Linked DNA regions of Mus musculus: region 1 is linked to region 2. Evidence: chromatin contacts called from public Hi-C data. All regions are on one chromosome and are shown on one strand. Each heading gives the region's core, a stretch centred on a gene start, on an enhancer-like site or on the middle of the called end of the contact. The rest is flanking DNA. Distances are from core to core; before and after follow the strand shown. Region 1 overlaps Ppm1k (protein phosphatase 1K (PP2C domain containing)). Region 2 overlaps Nt5c3 (5'-nucleotidase, cytosolic III).

What was found. A called contact is a pair of places that touch in the nucleus more often than the background predicts.
Region 1: a Hi-C map of liver shows a contact between it and region 2, with 2.3 times the contacts expected there. The contact joins two enhancer-like sites. A contact is called at or near these places in 1 of 484 Hi-C or Micro-C datasets (liver) and 3 of 115 datasets of contacts at active chromatin or transcription factors (cardiomyocytes, hepatocytes and large pre-B cells).

What each region holds. Positions count from the first base shown.
Region 1 is chr6:57,510,745-57,517,291 of GRCm38.p6, reverse strand. Ppm1k (protein phosphatase 1K (PP2C domain containing)) reads left to right here. Exons shown (of 7, transcript NM_175523.5): 4 at 1,534-1,699; 5 at 2,174-2,318; 6 at 3,216-3,350; 7 at 6,443-6,547. Among named protein-coding and RNA genes, the nearest start is that of Ppm1k, 21 kb to the left of the region's middle. Within about 2 kb of position 3,776, at least 24 of the 459 cell types and tissues checked have an H3K27ac peak or open chromatin away from gene starts, as enhancers often do. A contact at or near this core is called in liver, where this site is marked.
Region 2 is chr6:56,907,298-56,913,806 of GRCm38.p6, reverse strand. All of the region lies in intron 1 of Nt5c3 (5'-nucleotidase, cytosolic III), which reads left to right. Among named protein-coding and RNA genes, the nearest start is that of Nt5c3, 13 kb to the left of the region's middle. Within about 2 kb of position 4,691, at least 24 of the 459 cell types and tissues checked have an H3K27ac peak or open chromatin away from gene starts, as enhancers often do. A contact at or near this core is called in liver, where this site is marked.

The DNA of each region.
Region 1 (6,547 bases), core at 2,527-5,026, 600 kb before region 2:
ACTTTATCCATGCTTTTCCTTTTTAGTTTTTCTGATTAAAGCAGGCATTTTAATATAATTACCAAAAAAAGTATTCATCTCTTTCTAAGATGCATTATTGGTAGATTTTCTTTAAAGTTGTCTTTTTAAAAAAATGTTGGAAAGACTTGACTGTCAATGAAATCAATTAAAGTTTTCTAAAATCACCTATTAGAGTGAAAGTCATCTTTGCACGATCAGGAGACTTTCTACAAATATTACATAGAGCCACAGTCAAGTGAGTGGCTAAGGAATTTTTTAATACAAAATTTAAAAATTAGTCAAATTTAAAAATTGACAATGTTTTAAAGAGTTAACGATGTTATTAGAGATAATTCCTGCTTTGTGTAAGTTATTTCTCAATTTCTTACTTTGCTATATTGTTCTTTGGTTCATAGTTTCACAGTATTCCCACTTTCTGCAAGACTCAATGCACCTTAAATATTTTTAGTAAGTGGTGAATGATAGAGAACAGATGATGTTAGACTAAATCAAAAGAAGACACACAAATGCATTTGCTTGGTTAGAAGAAGAAAGAGTAGCCACCTCAAGGCTAGCAACACTGGGCTTTACTTGATGGCAGAGAAAATGCACATGGCTCACAGGTTCTAGTCCGGGCAAGGCGCATAAGTTGCAGCTGGTTCTGCTCATCTGCTGTTGGCTGCAGATTCTCTGATTGGATATTTTGGGGGCTAATAGTGTTAACTATACCATGTTTATAAGGAACTGAAATGAATTTCACTGTCTACTACTCACTCAGATCTATTCATCTAAGGGTGGCTATAACTTTTCTTCAGGTGTAGAGCAAAGAAATCGAAAAAGGGTATGCGACTCTAATTGGTGCAAGCTTGCACGAGTGTGTGTGTGTGTGTGTGTGTGTGTGTGTGTGTGTGTGTGTGAGAGAGAGAGAGAGAGAGACAGACAGACAGACAGACAGACAGACGGACACAGAGTTGACATGGTTCTAGAGGGAAGAATGTACACAGTAGTACTTGAAGAACAGATGGGCTGTACTTTGCCTTTCTCTCTTCACCTATTAAGTGGTAGTACTTTGACTGGATGGGAGTAAGGAATACAAGAGAAGAACCCAAATCTGATTATAGCAAAGGCGTCTCACCTAATGGGCCCAGCAGATCTGTTGTGCTGTCATAACAGCCAGACTAGCGACATTTTCATGTTTTATTTTGATGCCCATTAGGCATACTAAGACGTCATAATTCTTAGTTTTTATCAGCTCTGTTTTTTACACACAGACTACTTGGAGACACTGATGCTTTGCACACCAAATTAGTTTACCAGCCATTTTGTTTGCATGGAGCCTTGTTACAGAGTTAAGTAATCGCTTCTCTGCATGGCATTACTTACATAGTTTGCATTTCATTTGCATAGCTCTGGTTGAATTAGAATGGTTCCTCCCAGCCTTAAGTTATCATGCTTCTGTTTTATTTTGTAATGAAAACTCCATATCTGAATATTCCTATTGCTAACAGATGCTCTGTTTTATAATATTTGTAGCAAGCCTCCTGACCTCTGGGACTACTGCAACAGTAGCCCTGTTGAGAGATGGTGTTGAACTGGTGGTAGCCAGTGTTGGAGACAGCCGGGCTCTTTTGTGTAGAAAAGGAAAACCCATGAAGCTGACCACTGACCATACCCCAGAAAGAAAAGATGAGAAAGAAAGGTACTGTCATCACACCTTGTTATGGGGTGATAGCTATAGATGCCATAGAAACAGTGTTCTATTTTCTTCTCTGGTGTAAAACACCCGGGCCTCTTGAAAGCAGGCGCACAGCCACTACTGCAGTGCAGATTTTCTTGTTTTGGTTGTTTCGGGTTTGTTGAGCCTGGATCTCATGCAGCTCAGCCTGGCTTTACATCTGTACCCTGCTTCCTTGGCCTCTCACACGCTGGGATTATCAGGTTGTGTACACCATACATGGCTTAAATTTTTCATTTATATCTTATTGTGGAATTAACATGGGCTGGCCTTATACTGGAAACCCTTCTCGGCCTTCCCAAGTTCCTAGATTATGGGTATGTTTTGAAACACTAGGCTCTAAATTTCCATTTGTACAATTGGTATTTAAACCAGTGCCATAGTTTCTTGCACACTATATTGTTATTGTTATTACTATTAATACTTTTTCTTAACTAGGATCAAGAAATTCGGTGGGTTTGTAGCTTGGAATAGTTTGGGACAGCCCCATGTAAATGGCAGACTTGCAATGACAAGGAGTATCGGAGATTTGGATCTTAAAGCCAGTGGGGTAATTGCAGAACCTGAGACAACAAGGATTAAGGTAAGACAGGATCAGAAGCATTGAGTCATGCGCAGAGAAATTCTAAGGACTTGTCTCACACCGCTGGCTGTTTAAAGATTACCTGAAGGAAAGATGTTTTTAAAGGGATATTAGTTTATGAAGAAACTTAAAATACGATGTTTATTTCTGGCCTGATGAGGGTGAAATCTTTTTTCCTCTGGTAGAAGGCCCCTGTTGTCCTTCCTTTCCCAAAGCCTGCTTGGAAAGGAAGGACAACGATTAGTTGTTATTTAGATTTGTTATCCCTGCTTGGAAGTCATCCTCAACTTTCCTTCTCCACTGAGCTCAATAGCCAGCCACTTTTATATGTACAGCCCAGCGCCTGTTACTCTAAACTAGCCACTGCATGGTACATGCCCTGCTGCTTCCTGCTCTAGAGCTCCTAAGTCAGCACAGTATAATGGGAACTTTACAAATGACAGGGCATGAATGCTTATAGTTGAAGGAAGGATTTCCACATAAGGAAGATATCTCACATTTATTTTATGAAACAAATACTTATGTAAGATTTACTGTGTGGCAACCTCTGTTCAAAAGAGATACAAAAGCTATCCTCATTTTGCAAGGAAATAAATTGAAACAATACCAAGACCTAAAGCATATCAAGTGCCTCCCAACCCCCAACCCCTGTCAAATAAATAATAAAGGCAGCCATTAGATCGAGCATTTGTCTGGCTGGCTGGCTCTTTGTTGATACTGCTAGGTAAATGTTTGGTTTATCCCAAGTAGTGTTGATGCTTAGCTACATTTTCAGTTTGCCAATGAACTCTGACCCAGACGAGCACTCCCTGCAGAATCGATACAATTTCCCAATTATTGAGTCATTTGGAGGGGATGATCTTGTTTGTAGTCACATTTGTTTGCTTCTGGTTGCAGCTCTACCATGCTGACGACAGTTTCCTGGTCCTTACCACAGATGGGATTAACTTCATGGTGAATAGTCAAGAGATCTGCGACTTTGTCAACCAGTGCCACGATCCTAAAGAAGCAGCTCATTCGGTGACTGAGCAGGTGACGTAGCGGAGCTTCTAGTGGGAAATTCCCAGGGAGGAGAGGATTAGGGACAGCACCACCGGCAAAGGGTGTTTTAGCTGGAGTGTCACAGTGAATTTGATTCATGATTGCATAATAGTTCTCATGAGCAAGTGCTGACAGTTCATACATTAAGGAAATGTGGAGTGGGCCTTCTAACTTTGAACACAACTTGAAAGAGAGTAACAGCAATCATTATAACAGTAATAAAGTAATATTTTCCTCATATATATTAACATAAAGCAGCATCACTGTGATCCTCTGAGGTCAGGCTTTTAATGAAAGGGAAACCAGACAGACCAGGCCACAGGACAAAACTGAGCCTCAAACCTAGGCAAGCCAGGGATCCTGAATCCAAATATTTGGCCTGGAACTGTACTGATCCATGTAAACAAGCAGGGTGAGCCGTGGAATCACAGTCAACTTCTGCCTACCAATGTGGGTGATGAAAGAGACCAGTAAAGTACAAGAGGGTAAATGGATGGCATTTCCTATCAGTCAGAGCTAAAACTTGAAAATGGATAATGACCAGGAAAGAACATGTAAAAGATACTTCTAGTCTGTCCTGATAGATTGTGGTTTTAAGTCATTATGTTTTAACTCAACACCTACGTTACATTTCCACTATTTACATTTTGAGTTCAGAGATTCGATTTGGCCCAAACTTTTAAGTCCTAATATTTGTGATTTAGACATAAGTCCTTTCCTTAACTTTTATTTATTTGTGTGTGTCTGTCTGTCCCTTTCTCTCTGTTTGCCTGCCTGTCTGTCTATCTGTCTCTCTCTCTCCGTGTGTGTGTGTGTGTGTGTGTGTGTGTGGTGTAGTTTCTTTTCTATTTCTTTTTCCTTTTTTTTTTTGGAGACATTTTCATGTAGCCCATGCTGGCCTTATATTTACATCTGGGCTGTCTACCTTGTAGTAACTAACAAGCTGCCTATGAAATTGAAGAAATAGGCCCAAGTCCATGGATAATTTTTTTTTAAACTCAGCTACCGATCTTGTAAGTAAATGTACTTTAGTTTATCCAGTTAATAATATTTATGATAGTAAAAATATTTATGATAATAAAAAAGAACATATACTGATGTTCTGTCTTACTTCTGTCCCATAACAGTTCTCCCGATAAGGAAATTTGTGTTTATTCTTTTATAGAAGGGATGAGAGATACCTTTTTAGATAGAAGTAAAAAACAAACATTTTATGGTATCTATTTGTGTGTGTCTCTTTTTTCAGATATTATCTTGTTAGGTTAAATTGTTACTGAGTTCATGCGCACGTGCGCGCGTGTGTGTGTGTGTGTGTGCGCGCGCGCGCGCGCGCGCGTGCGTGCACGCATGTGTATGTCTTTGTGCACACTGATACTGTGGTATGTGTCATGGAGGTTAGAGGGCAACATGTAGGAATTGGTTTTCTCCTTCCACCATGTGGATCCAAGGCATTGAGTTCAGGTATTCCAGCTTGACGTACAGCCTGATGGACAGCCTGACAGCCAACCTGATGGCAGGCCACTTTACCCACTGAGCCATCTCACCAGTCCTTCTTAGTTTGAATTTTGGGAAACAGCCTTGGCATGGGTGACACATGGCTGTAGTCCCAGCTACTCTGGAACCTGAGACAGGAGGATGCCTCGAGCACAAGAGTTCCTATTATTCTGTGTAGCAGTGAGAATTCATGTTTTCTCCTCCCCCAGTTAAAAAGAAAAGAAAAGAGAAAAGAAAAAAAAATGATGAACAGCCTCTTCAAATAACCCCTTAAAAGTACTTGCAGTTTGGGCCGTGGGTGTAGGTGTAGGGGGTTGTTATGCGTGTGGTTCTCTCTCTCTCCAGATTTGGAGAACTTTCTGGCTAATTTGAGAAGTGAGAATAAATTTATTCCGCAACTGGGAGCTGAACATATGGTCTCTTGAATGCTGGATGAGCACTCTACTAGTAAGGGAGGCCCAAAGTCCTGAGAAAAATAAAGGTTTTTACTGTTTAGCTTTGGATTTTTAATGTTAATCGAACTAACTTTTGTTTTTTGTTTTTGTTTTGTTTTGTTTGTTGTTTTTCAAGACAGGGTTTCTCTGTATAGCCCTGGCTGTCCTGGAACTCACTTTTTAGACCAGGCTGGCCTTGAACTCAGAAATCTGCCTGCCTCTGCCTCCCAAGTGCTGGGATTAAAGGCGTGCACCACCATGCCCGGCTTGAACTAACTTTTAACATGGGTTTTTTCATAATTTGTATTTCTTGGTTTTTGTCTCTGCCTATTATTTTATTACCATTTTAAATGGTTATTTTAACAACTGTATATTAAGTATAAATGGTACTTGACACATTTTAAGCAAGTTTTTTTTTCTTACAGTTGGTTTGTAAGCCGTGACATCCTTACCCACGCTTTCCTTTGCAGTCTTGGCCCGAGGATGTAGAATCTTTTGGCTTGTTTGATGCTAACTGGAACTCTCAGCACTTCCAAACACTGCTGACCAGCACTCATCTATGTGAACTGGTCCCTAAAAGTGATTTATAATCCTGCTGCAGGCAATTTCATTTATTTCCACTTTCCCATTGAAGAAGGAATATTAAAAACATTTTTGTTATAACCTTGTACATACCCATTTCTGAGGTTTTAAATGTTAAGGTAGCTTATACAGTGGTAGGTTTCTAGCCGCACTTTCATACAAAGATGTTCCTATATTTTGTTCCTTTTTATCCCTCACCCAATCTCTTCCATTTCTTGGGCTATACTCCTACCAGCAGTTTCATTGGTAAGAATCAGCATTTATTAAGGCTTGCCCATAATTGGTACCATGCTAAGGGCTTTGGGTGTGTCCTCACTGGGAGCACAGGTAATTTCTATTGCCAAGATTGCTACAGTGGAGCATAGGATATAGTTGAACCATCTGAAATTCATATGCACTTAATAACCATATGGCACATGGTTACAGGGTGAAACCATTCCAAACCTTGTTAGGTAGTTACATTTGTATCGTAAAGTGTGTGTAGAACCAGTTGGCCTTCCAGAGAAAGGATGCTGTGTGATTGCACAAGGTCCCTTGACTCCAGCGCCTGTCTCTTCTTCCCCACTCCTGCAGGCAATACAGTACGGTACCGAAGACAACAGCACTGCAGTAGTGGTGCCCTTTGGTGCTTGGGGAAAATACAAGAACTCTGAAATTACCTTCTCATTCAGCAGAAGC
Region 2 (6,509 bases), core at 3,442-5,941:
TGTAAGCATATTAAACTCTGGATATTGACCTTATCTTGATAGCCAGCTTTCTTTTGTGGAATTGTCTGGCTTACTAGGCAAGTACTGTACCACTGAGCCACTTCCCCAGCCTCTGATATTACCTTGAGGCCCCAAATTAGCAACTATTTCAGAAACTTTTATAGCAGGCTATGTGACTTTGTTCTCCGAAATCACATTTGTCATGCTTCCTTTGCATTATCTTCATGCCACACTCAGCCACATTGGCAACCCTGATGATGGAGGGCAATCTCTTATCTGCTGGCATGAAACAATTGGTTTTTTTTCTTGTCTCTTTTGTTGTGTGGTCATCTGTGTGACACATGAGACCAGTTTTGAACCAGTTCCTAACATTTTAAATTTCTTAAAATCTCTTGACATCCTTTTACTTTCTCTGTTTGTATTAGCAACAGAACATTGATTGAGGGTTGAAAGGCAGGCCTGTTTTTCCTTAACAGAGCAATGTTTACCATCTGGCTAAGGCTCACAAGAGCTGCTTACATAAATTATGGCAGCCAGAACATGGAGCATTATTTTTAAATGCAGTTCTCCCACTTGCTAGCAATTTAAGGGATGTAAATTATGTAGCCCTGTCTCATATACACAGTCTGAACCAGAAAACCTGCAAATAAGAAAAGACCAGGAATCGGAAGTTTCTCTTTGGTTGGTTTTTGTTTGGTTGTTGTGTTTTGAAAGGAGTCTTCTTATAACTGTAGTCTAAGCTGGGTTCAACTGATCCTCCTGCCTTTGTCTCTGGGGTTCCGGACAGATATGCACCCTCAGGTCTAGCTAGCCCACTACTTAAACAATTGTGCGTGTGTGTCCGTGTGTGTGTGTGTGTGTGTGTGTGTGTGTGTGTGTGTGTGTGTGTGTATTTACACATTTGCAATCACACATAAGTGCAGGTGCCTTCAAAGGCCAGGAGAGGGCCTCAGATCCCCTGGAGCTGGAGTTACAGGCAGTTGTAAGCTGCCTAGCATAGGTGCAGGGAACTGAGCCCAGGTCCTCTGGAAGAGCACCTAACTACTGAACCATCTCTTCCGCTGCCAGGTTTTCAGTATTTTACCTTTTGATACAACTGTGAATGGGATTGTTTTCCTGATTTCTTTCTTAGCATGTTTGTTATTTGTCTCTAGAAGGGCTACTGATTTGGGGGTGTTAATTTTGTATACCCCTATTCTACCAAAAGTGTTTATCTGTGCTAAGAGTTTTCTGACAGGGCCTTTGTAGCTTTTATACATAGAATCATATCCCCTGTAAATAAGGATACTTTGACTACTTTCTTCCTATCTGTACCTCTTTTATTTCCTTCTTTTGTCCAAGCTAAGACTTAAAGCACTATATTTAATAAGACCCTTGTCTTAGTCCTAACTGTAGTGGAAATGCTTTGAGTTTTTCCTTTGTTTGGTATAAGGTTGGCTGTAGATGTTTTGTATTTAGCCTTTATTATGCTGAGATGTTTATTCTGTTCCTAGTCTCTTCAGCAGGATGGAGTGATAATCATTCTTTTGAATTCCTTCTTTAAGATTATGTCAACTTTACTCTTGTTGGAGGATGTTACTTTGTGATTGGTAACTTTTAAGAATTATGCTACTTTGATTTTTTTTAATGTTTCTTATGTTTTTGAATTGGGACATACCTCTGGAGTTCAGGCATTAGTTGTATTTCCTCTCTCTCTCTCTCTCTCTCTCTCTCTCTCTCTCTCTCTCTCTCTCTCTCTCTCTCTCCTTCCTTCCTTCCTTCCTTCCTTTCCTCCACCCCTCCCTCCATCCCTCCCTACCCCCTCTCTTTCTCTCTCTTATCACCTGAATTCTTTGTTGAAAGTATTTGTACCATTCAAAGGGGACCAAGTTATAAGTGGGTTGTAGTTTTGGTAACTTCATACTCATATCCTTAGTGCTGGGCTAGGCTGCATTTCTAGCAGAGTGCAGAAGAGTTGTTCTCTTTGGTTCATATCCTCACTAGCATTTGTTGCTTTTGTAATGACTGCCATTCTGATGGGGGGTTTGAGGGTGGGGGGAATCTTAGTTAGGGTTTTAATGCTGTGACAGACACCATGACCAAGGCAAGTCTTATAAAGGACAACATTTAATTGGAGCTGGCTTAGAGGTTCAGTCCATCAAGGTGGGAGCAGGACAGCATCTAGGCAGGCATGATGCTGGCAGAGCTGAGAGTTCTACATCTTCATCTGAAGGCTGCTAGTGCAAGACTGACTTCCAGACAGCTAGGGTGAGGGTCTTAAGCCCACACCCACAGTGACACACCTACTCCAACAAGGCCACAGCTCCTAATAGTGCCACTCCTTGAGCCAAGCATATACAAACCATCACACTGGGGTAAGATGGAATTGCAATATAGTTTTCGTTTGCATTCTCTGATGACAAGTGTAGTGGTTAATTTGCTGAAGAGTCTTTGTGTGCTTTTTAAAAAAAATAGTTAATTAATAAAATCCAGAATGAATTTAGAATCATTAAACTGATGTTTTTCTCTTTTTCTGAGCACACACCAAATTGGCATTACTAAAACCTAGAAATAGGGAGCAGAATTTAAAATAAGTTTCGTGTCTGGAACTGTAGCTCGATTGGAGAGCATTTGCCTGGCATGCAGTCCCATTACCACATAAGCCAGGTGTTATGGCACACACTTGTAATCCTGTCAGCTCAGTAGGGGCAGAGGTGCAAGCCTATCACTATCTGTATGAAACACTGTCTCAGAAAATGGGAGGGAGAGGTGGGGAGGGAGGGAGAGGGAGAGAGAACAGAGAGCTTCAACTTCTAGAGCTGTATAAAATCTCCACAAAGGCTTGGCTTTAATTTTCATAGTAGTTGAAATATTTCCTATATAGTTTTGTGCAAAATCCTTTTCTTATTTACCTTTTCTTGCTTTAAAAGTAGTTTAAGCATAAAAATCATTTAGAGATAATTAGAATACATAAAAGAACTTTTATTTTAAATTTTGGTTGTGCTGGGAATTGAATTCTGGTCCTGGCGTGTGCTAAGCAAGTAATCTACCATAGAACATTTGCCCCCATAATTATCTGATTTTTATCATTATTAATTATTTATTCGTTATTTTATTTTGAAAGAAGGTCTTGCTATACAGCCACATGACCTCAAATTTGTGATTCTCCTGTCTTAGTCTCCTGAGGGCTGTTCTTTATTTTTCAGACAGGTATTTGCAGTGTATCCCATACTATTCTAAAAATCACTGTATAGACAGGGCTGGCCTCAAACTTGCAGTCCTGGTAGACTGAGAATCATTTGGGGCCTTTAGAGCTGGTTAATCTGCTACTAAATTTGAATTGGGATATGGGTATTTCTTCTGTTATAGTTATTTTTCCTATCCAAAGAATTCTGCCCTTCAAGAGGAGACTTACTAGACATATTGTGCAAGCTTTCGGGTGAACAGGAAACTTTATTAAGATTAGGTTGGTGCCTCATGCGCATCCTAGTACTTAGGAGGCTGAAGCAGGATAATTTTTACAATTTCTAGACTACTCTGGGATATATAATGCATCAGCTACTGCATGAGATACTGCCTCAGTGCAAAAAGAAGAAGGGGGAAGGGAAGAAGAACAAGAACCAAAGCAATATAACCAAAACAGAAGGAAGGGTCACGATGACATAGGTGACAGAGAGCTAGATTGTGTATGGTTCATGACAGGGACCCTTCTTACCTGTGTACGGGTCAGGGAGCTGGGCTGTGGTTCATTGGTCACTTAGCAGTTTGTGATGCTTCTCAGAAAGGTGACTACTGGTCTTTCACAGCTGGCCTGGTCCAGTATGTTGAAGTCCATGGATGTAATGAGACAGCGAGGCAAGATATTTAAACCAGAACCAAGAGAGTGAGGCGGCCCTTTCATTTTTCTGTGTCCCCTAGTTCCAAACTACGTATAAAGCCTCTGGCTGATAGCGTCAGCATTTTCACCATGTATTTAAATGTAGTGTGAGTACCTTACCTGAGAGATTGTTTTCCTCCCATTAAAGTATCAGCCATGGCCTGGCCAGTAGCACTTGAGAGGCCAAGGCAAATGGAGCTTTGTGAGTTCCAGGCTAGCCAGGGTTATTTAGTGAGACTCTGTCTCTAAAATAAATACATTATTTAATTAAATAAGCAAACAAAAGTCATTAAATACAACAAACAAACTAAACACCTTGTATGGCTAGTCCTGGTTGTTAAGTTGACTATATCTGGGATGAACTACAATCTAGAATTGGAGGGCTCGCCTGTGATCCAGATCTTGAGGCTGGAAGACACCAGTTTCTGAGCTGGATTAGATCTTGGCATGGAGATCTTGCGGCATAGTGGCCATGAAAATTTAGACCCAGGCAAGGTAGTACACGCCTTTAATCTGTACCACACATTCTAATGGAAGCCTACATAAGGACATTGGAAGCAGGAAGAGTCACTCTTCTTTAACTGCTTGTACTTACTTGCCAGCACATCTGTTAGAACCTACTTACTTCTACAGAAGACCAGCTGAAACAACTCGCCTCAAGACTGAGCAACTACTAGATTCTTGGGTTAATTGGACTACAGACTGTAAATCATCACAATAAATTCCCTCAATATAGAGACATTCCATAAGTTCTGTGACTCTAGAGAAGCCTGACTAATACACACCCCCATCAGTCAGGAACGACTACGTGATGCAGCCTTCTGTCAGCAGGTGGCAGGCTTCTCCTGCTGCAGTAGGCTGCTTTCCAATGTTGCTGCACTAGTTGTGTTGCTGGATAGGTAGTTAAATTTTTTTTTTCTTGGTGTACATTCATTGTCTGAACGTTATGCTCTCTCTCTCTCTCTCTCTCTCTCTCTCTCTCTCTCTCTCTCTCTCTCTCTCTCTCCCTCTCCTCTTTAAGACAGTATTTTACTATGTAGCTTTAGCCTTGTACACTCAGAGATCTGCCTGTTCTTGCCTCCTGAGTTCTGGAGCTGAGTGTATGAGCTGCCATGCCTGGCAGACTATGTACTCTCATGTAAACCCTCAGAGTTACCTTAACATTAAGCTATAAATTTTAAACAAGTATGACAACACCCAGATGTGGCAGACTTGTTTGTCATCTTGTCATTTTGTTTTATATGCTGTTTGCCTTCTCTCCCTTCCTTTTTTTTTTTTTTAGTCTACTAGAGTACAAAAGATACAAAATCATCTTGCAGTTGATGAGGGGTTGCATAATCTGTTGGTAAGCTCCTTCTTGTAAGTAGGTGGAAGTAGATACCGCAGCCTGAAACATCCTCTGTACTCGTGGTAGTCTTCTCTACCTTGTCACATCACATTGTCTTATTCATATTTCTCCACATGCCCTTCTAATTGGGAATTTAGGTTAGAGACAGCATTAAGAACACCATAATCTAAGCAGCTGTGGCATGCCCTCCTGTAGTTTAAACTACAGGAGCCTAAGGTACAGGATTACTTGAGCCTATTGAGAAAACAATAAATGTCATTTTATTTTTGAAATACCACTCTTAAAGGTTTATTTATGTGCATCACTGTTACTTATACATATGAATATTTTGCCTGCATGTGTGTGCCTGATGCCTAGAGAGATCAGAGGAGGACACCAGATGCCCTGGAACTGGAGTTACAGATGGTTGTGAGCTGCCACGTGAGTGCTGGGAACAGAGCCCAAGTCCTCTGCGGCAGTAGCCAGTGAGGTTAACCACTGAGCCATTTCTCCAGCCCTCACATCACTACATTCTTATACGCAGCTTTCTCAGGAACAGCTATCAGCACACCAAGGTCAAGGTCTATCTTGTCAAACTGTTAGAATTCTAAAAGAACAACTGATTCACTTGGTGGATTCTTATAGAAGCAGATGGGAACCACTTGAGAACTCTTAAGCTTTGTCACATGCAGAAATGCAAAACTGAAATGTGCTGACAGTAGTTAGAAGAAGAAGAAGGAAAAGAAAGACTAGAATCAGATATGGTATAAGGCACACCATAATCCCAGCACTTGGGAAGCTAAAGAAAGAGGATGGTAAATTTGGGGCAGGCCAGGGCTATATAGTGAAACTGTGTCAGAAAGAGGGGTCTGCAGGTGAGCGGGACACACTACAGTGGGACTGGAGCTGGAAGCCCTACAAGTTGAAACCAAATCTCTGGTTTGGGGAATGGACTTGGGACCAAGTATACACTACATTATTTGCCTAACTTGTAAAATGTTCCACCTGGAATTATTAGCACAACTGTCTGTTAAGCTGACTCCAGCAGTCTGAAACTTTGATAATCACTGCATCCAGGTAATGCTAGTGACACTCACTACAGAAAAAGCGAAAGGAAGTCAAGTCACCTGCAAATCCCTGTCCTTCATCTCTGGTCACTTATTGATACTGATTTGCTTGTATTGGCTGTTACAGCATACAGTCTAGTTTGCTACTAGCGCATTTTAGATTTTAGGATCTATGAGTGCAATTAGTCAGGTTTCTTTTTCTATTTTGGTCTTGTGACAGTATCACTATGTAGCCCAAACTAGCCTGTAAATTCAAAGG